Regions from separate parts of the Rattus norvegicus genome. Here region 2 is linked to region 1. A link is a contact called in public Hi-C data. All regions are on one chromosome and are shown on one strand. The core of a region is the stretch at or near the end of the contact, and the rest is flanking DNA. Distances in the headings are between cores, read along the strand shown.

Region 1 (3,208 bases), core at 333-2,832:
GGGTTTGGAACCCCTTGTGTGCTAGCCTCAAACTTGTGGCAATCCTCCTAACTCAGCCATCCTTGACTTTTGGAGATAAAATTTTAGAAGTTGGATTTGCAAAGGGCCCGATTAGACACTACAGTAAATCTAATCAGCTTTTGTTAATACAAATCATTGATTAAAAGGGGGTGCTTACAACTCCTCCTCAAGGATGCCATATCACTTATTCCAAGATAAATACCTTTCTTTGCCCTTAGAAGATAATGTTTTAAGGTTGGGCTCAGGATGAATAAATGGGAAGAAAGATGGAATCCCCAAGGCTACACAGCACAGTGAAGCTACATCTCCACAGGGACACCCCTCAACTCCCTCCAAGTTGTTGCTCTCCCTGTTCACTGGGCCTGCGTGGTGCACCTCTCCTTTGCCTCCCTAGCCTAAGGGAGAGAATCAGGTCTATGGTGGCAGGAAGGATAGAGTCATCCTGTGTTCCTGTGACTGACCCAGGCTGACCTCATGCTGGCCTCAAAGGTCAAGGTGAGCCACCTCCCCAGGGATTTGGTCCCAGAACACACCTATGCGTCAAGTAGGACATTTGAAGAAATATCTCTAGGTCGTCAGTCCCCAGCCCTTCCAATAGAGCCCATAAAGAGAAAGCACTACAAACCTCACAATGGGCAGTGGCCCTACAGTTCCATCAGATGAGCTATAAAGCAAGTGTCCAAACTTCCCTGGGCTGCTTCTGTACCTACTCAGTCAGACAACTATGTAAGTCTAGTGACCCAGAAAGAAGACAGGAGTCTAGGAGAAAGAAGGCTGCTTTTTATGTATGTGGAAGTGTAGATATATTTACTTTTTGTTATCTTTTACAGTATAACATACATGAGAGCTTTTGACATTGGCAGGAATAATCGATCAGGGTAAATGTTCACGTCTAGAAGTCTAACCATGCGTGCGTAGATTTTATTTCTAACACTTCAGTCGCTTCTTTGGGAGTGTTCTCCCTTTAAATATTAACCAGTGCATACTGAATTCAATTTGATCATTGGGAACTGGAAGTATTTATTGACAGTGGAGGTATGTCCAGGGGCAGGAGAAGATGCCCCAGAAACTGTTTTGTTCACAGAAAGCTAATTGTTAGAAGCTACCCCAGGGAGTAGATGCAGGCCAGTAGATCTTGGTGACATATGCCCACCCTGCCAGCTTCTCTTGGAAACTGAGCAGGAATAAACTGGAAAAGAGCGTTCTTTCTGGATAGTGTCAGAAAACGGAAGTGACAAATAGTCTTTAGTAGTGAAGAGCTAGCCTATCCTGACAGAGATCTTAATCGTGAGTTACACACATGAACCCTTTTAAAGAACTTGCTGGGGGCTGGGGAATTTCCAAGCTCAACTTCCTTTGGCCTGCAGTTTGAGCAAGACACACATCTGTTCTTTAATTGCTCAGTATTTCAAATCAAAACAAACTCTTCCGTGCGGAAAGGGCTCAGGTTACCCTTTGTGTTGGAGAATAAGTCTCCTCTTCTGACTGGGAGGTGGTGAGATTCCAAAGTATGTCTCCCGCAGGACATCCACAGCAACCCGGTTGCGGCAGTAGCAAATTGGGGCCACTAGATGGCGGGAGAGGACCGAGATAACCCTGGAGGCGGCTCTTTTCACCCAGCCGGAGGACCACTTTTGTTTCTCTGCTTTTTCTTCCTGCCCCTTTGTTTGACTTCTCCATTTTCTATCTCCTTTTCTCTTCGCGATAGTTACGTGTGGCCTTTCATTCATCACCCTTGTTCAAGAAGAGTCTTGTCTTGAGCAGCCGGGGTTGGGGGTCTCACAGCTCTGTTTGCAAGGATTCTGGCTGTCCCGCGCCAGCAGCAACCCTTTATTGCTCAGCTCAGGCATGCCCTTTCAGGTCCTTCTCACGATTTTAAAATGTCATTCTGTCACCGGCCAAGTGTTCATTTCATCCTGAGACTACAGCTCAGCTATGAGTAACTTAGGGGTGATGCTGTGCGTGCGGGTATCATCGGGGTCGGGGCAGACAGCTTCAGACGAGTAAATCGGAATAATTTGGGGGGACTGGTTTAAGAGAAATACTGCGTTGTGGAAACGAAGGCCAAACAGATTGATTGCTCAGACCTGCCATCCCTCCTCGTATTGTATCGGACAGGCAATTCGCTGAACGGAACACAAGGGGAAAAAACCCAAACAAACAATGTAGATAGAAGGCGCCGGAGAAAGCCAGTCTTCCTAAGGCATCCTGGAGATTGCATCCGTTTTATATTGCAATTAGCGATCCTTAAGTTGCACGCAAACCCTCCGGCAGAAGCTGGGGAAAGAGACGCACCAGATCTTGTCCGCCCCCCAGTGGAGAGCAGTGGGGACGGATCCTTCACTTAGGGGTAGCAGAGGCAAAGTGGGTATCCCAATCCTCTTTTCACACCAATTAGAGATCTACGATCCCCTTGGGCAGATGGCGCCAATAAAGTTAAAGGGATTTATATTCATCAAGAAAGGGTAGACACCAGGGCTGGGATCTGAGAGGATCCCTCCATCCTGGAGGAACCAAGTTTTTAGATCTGCCAGAAAGGCAGAAGGGGTCTCAGCTGGCGGCTTAAATCAGTTTCCTGCACCTTTCGGGTTCTGCTGCCAAGACCTAGAGAGGAGAGCATCTCTTTCAGTTAGAAAGACCCCTGCGCAGTCTATACAACTGCTTATTGCTGCTCATTTGTGTCCAACACCTTTTAAGCCTAAGCCGGCACTTTTCAATTCTGTGAGAAAAACATTCCATGGTGAAACCCCAAGAAGACACACATTAAATCCTCCCATACTTGGGGCAAAGTAGACCAGTATGGGTCCAGGTTCGTGTTCCCAAGGTGGCACCGGTGTGATTTATGGCTCTGAAGGGACAGCCAGCCAAAATCAGCTGTTTCAGCTGACCGCTTTGAGTTTTTCGGGTCGAAATAAAATCCAATGGGGTGTGACTTGAATCCCAAGAAAGTCTCCTGAAAGTGGACTGTCAGGAGCTCCTTGAGGAGTCAAATCAAAGAGCCCCTTCCTCTGCTGCTACTCCGAGCTCACAAAGAGCCCTCCTCTCCCAGCTCCACACTGTGCAGAGAAGGGCCTGCTGCACCTGGCCAGGGGCAGTAGGCTATTGTTTTCTAGAGGTGGGCCCCCTGCTCACCCCTGGAACTGGCCTTGTGCCAGAGCCCTCAGCAGCCAGGCAGGCTTTGTCCTGG
Region 2 (3,119 bases), core at 498-2,997, 1.2 Mb after region 1:
GGGAGAGAATCTAGCTTTAGCCTTGACTTTCACCTGGCAGCTGATGAAACCACCAACCACATGTTGAGGGCTCCAGAAACTTTCTTTTCTTTGTTTTTTTTTTTCCTCTAGCAGGAATGTCTTGTCATAAGCCAATCACCAAACTCATTTTTTGGGTTTCCTTCCTGGTCAACCCCTAGATGCAGCTGTTCAACACAGGTCACTTGACTGTGGGTTCTGTCCAAGTCTTCTCTTGTGTGAGTTCAAGATGTGTTCCGCCAAACTATCACAACTTGGAATATCACAGAAGAAAGTTATTTTCTCTTCAGTGTGTGATGACCATCAAAGAAGTTTTCACTTTCCTCACTTAAATTAGGAGGTCAGAAGATGCTCATGTGAGAGGTGTCCTGGTCCCCCATCCCATGAAGGAAAGGAATGAGAACAGAAGACCTCAAGAGAAATCTCAACAAGGTGCTTTGCTGATCCCCTTCCTCCCACCTACTTGTTTGCTGCTACTAGGTCACCACGTCCACTTACCCAATCAGAGTAAACTTCTTTTGGTTGTTTGTTTAATTAGTGGAGGCTAGCTTCATGTAGCCCTGGCTACCATGCAACTAAGTCTGGTAACCAAGCTTGCCTCTGCCTCCAGAGTGCTAGAATTAGAGGTGTGCCATCATGCCCAGCTTGGACCTTCATTTTTAAATGAAGTCCCAAGTCGCAGAACTTCTCTCAAACTTTGTTTAATCTTTTATTTTTAGTCTCTTATTTTAGGGTGTTGACCCCAAACTTGTAACTGCTAAGAACCTTTTCCTCCTCCTCCTATATACATGACCAGATGGTCCTCTGTCCTGCACTTCTTTCCCCAGAACATTCCCGTCAGTGGATTAAGGCGCCTGAGATACATAGGACTGCTCACCCTGTATCTTCCACACATGTTGTCAGGACACTTGCTGATTACTTGACCATCTAACTGACCCCGAGTCTCGGTTTGCTTTACCTTTGGCATAGCAGACAGCTCTGGGCACGGTTGCTCCTACATTCACTGTTAGTGATGGGCTTAGGGGCTTGCAAGGGTCAACCTGACTGGATGATTAAATGGCACGGTGTCATTTCTGCAATGTGTTTTCAGAGGGAAATGATGGGTGAGGTAGTGAACTGAATGGGAGAGATCAGAGAAGGCACAATCACTTGGGGGTTTAGGTAAAACAAACATGGCAAAGAGTGGGTGCCTCCCTCTCTTTCTCCCTGCATTTGGACATGTGTCATTTTCTGCCTCTGAACACAGCTGCAGGATCTGTCAGCCCTTTTGACTCCAATGGCCCCCTTGAGTTCTTGTTCTTTGTCTCTGGACAGAATTATATTCCAGTCTTTTTTTGGTTCTGAGGCTTCCAAACTTGGACTGATCTGTGCTCCTGGCAACCCGGGGTCTTCAGCTTGCAGGTGGCTTGTCCTTTGAAACCAGGGAATCACAGCTACCATAGTCCTCTGAGATGAGCTCATAATAAAGTCACTCCCCGCTCTCCTTTTCTCTTTTCCTCCTTCCCTTCCCATAGATGAAGAAACACAGCCTCACCCCCATCTCTGCTAGTATACACGTGCCATTGTCCATTCTCTGTTCTCTTCCTGTCTCAGTTTCTGGCATTCTACAGAGAAACAGCCAAAGAAGCAACACTCTCTGCATCGCTAAACTTAGACTCCAACTTAGCGATTTCCTCACCAAGGGTTGCGTAATTAACTATGAACCACGAGCACAAAAATAACAAAGGGGATGACGCAACAGGCGAAAGGGAAACTAAACACGTTAGTTGTCAAACTGGATTTGAAGAAATGGGCCAGGAGTCCCCTCCAGCCAGGCTGAAAGGAGTTCAGCAATCTTCTCAGAACAGGGGATTTTTATTTTTTTCCTTTTGGCTGCCTAATGCTTTTCTGGTAAAAACTTTTAACTGCCTGAGCACAAAGAGAAATAGGAAAGTTCTGAGTAAGGCGTGGCCTTGTAACCAGACAGCATGTAGTTGAGAGCAATGGTATTAGCTGTAACTCAGAAATTTTGGCAAAAAGCTCAGTGTAGGCATCTGGCAAATGCCTCTCTCTTCTTCTTCTTTGTGAGAAGTGAAGTTAGACTGACAAAGTTCTTGACCAATTCTCTTGAATGGCTTTGCTTCTGCTTATGAACTGAGACTGTTCTAACGGTTATTAACATTTCCAATAGAGGACCTAGGTACAAGGAACATTTATTAGCTGCCAAGTAACATTCTGAGCAAATCAGCTAAACAAAACAATGATCCACCGTTTTATGACACAGCACTACAAAGGCATTTAAAAATGTATAGCTAAGGACACTGGTTACACACTGACCTTCTTGCTCCATGTTAAAATGTTAAATGTAACCCACTAATTTAGGCGTCTAACAGGGACACTCAATACCTAGTGGGCTTCCCATCTTCCACTCCCAACCAAAGGATGAACTTTTTCTTTTGTTTCATTCCAACCATTATGTTTTACCCATAAAACACCCATTGGTCAACTCATTGTTTTAGCTCTTGCTTGCCTACCCCAACCCTTTTGTCAGCTTATTCTCTTCACCATCTCTCACAACTTCCATCAGTTCTAACATGAGGGTACTTCTGGGAGGGGGTTGTCTCTCCATTTCACTCTCTGTTTTGGACCTATGCTTCTTTGCAAATATAATGAGTCTGCAAGAAGCCATTGTTCTGTGATTTGAGTCTGAGCTCCTAGTCATTAGCACAGCAGTCCACCAGAAGTGGAGAAGGATTTCTGTTTCTCCATTTTCATGGATATGTGTTATCTCCTTATCTGGTTTTAGGTTTTTTGTAAAGTGGGTTTGATTTGGATGAGTATCTCCCCAGTGATGCTAATCACATCCGATTTAAACTTTCTTGCCTCTGTCTTAGATGTCATTAGTCAAGTGCCATTCCTTCTCCCCCTCCCCTTTCAGATTAAGCCTCTCCCTGACCTAGAACATCCCAAGTGAGCCCCAGGGATCTGTTGGTCATCTCCATCTTCCAGAGCAGGGAGCACACAGACATACAGGTGCTCACACCAGGCTTTATAAAATGTGGATTCTGGAAATGAGACAACTCAGGTTTTCATGCTTGTGAGACATTCATGTACAGACTGAG

Evidence for each region. Hi-C and Micro-C count contacts between places; a contact is called where the count stands out from the background.
Region 2: a contact with region 1 is called in a Hi-C map of the A7r5 cell line, with 9 times the contacts expected there. The contact joins two enhancer-like sites. A contact is called at or near these places in 4 of 12 Hi-C or Micro-C datasets (the A7r5 cell line, the Rat2 cell line, Schwann cells and 1 more).

What each region holds. Positions count from the first base shown.
Region 1 is chr5:106,932,934-106,936,141 of GRCr8, forward strand. No RefSeq gene overlaps it. Among named protein-coding and RNA genes, the nearest start is that of Slc24a2, 150 kb to the left of the region's middle. Within about 2 kb of position 1,583, at least 4 of the 93 cell types and tissues checked have an H3K27ac peak or open chromatin away from gene starts, as enhancers often do. A contact at or near this core is called in the A7r5 cell line, where this site is marked.
Region 2 is chr5:108,084,279-108,087,397 of GRCr8, forward strand. No RefSeq gene overlaps it. Among named protein-coding and RNA genes, the nearest start is that of Ifnb1, 18 kb to the left of the region's middle. Within about 2 kb of position 1,748, at least 14 of the 93 cell types and tissues checked have an H3K27ac peak or open chromatin away from gene starts, as enhancers often do. A contact at or near this core is called in the A7r5 cell line, where this site is marked.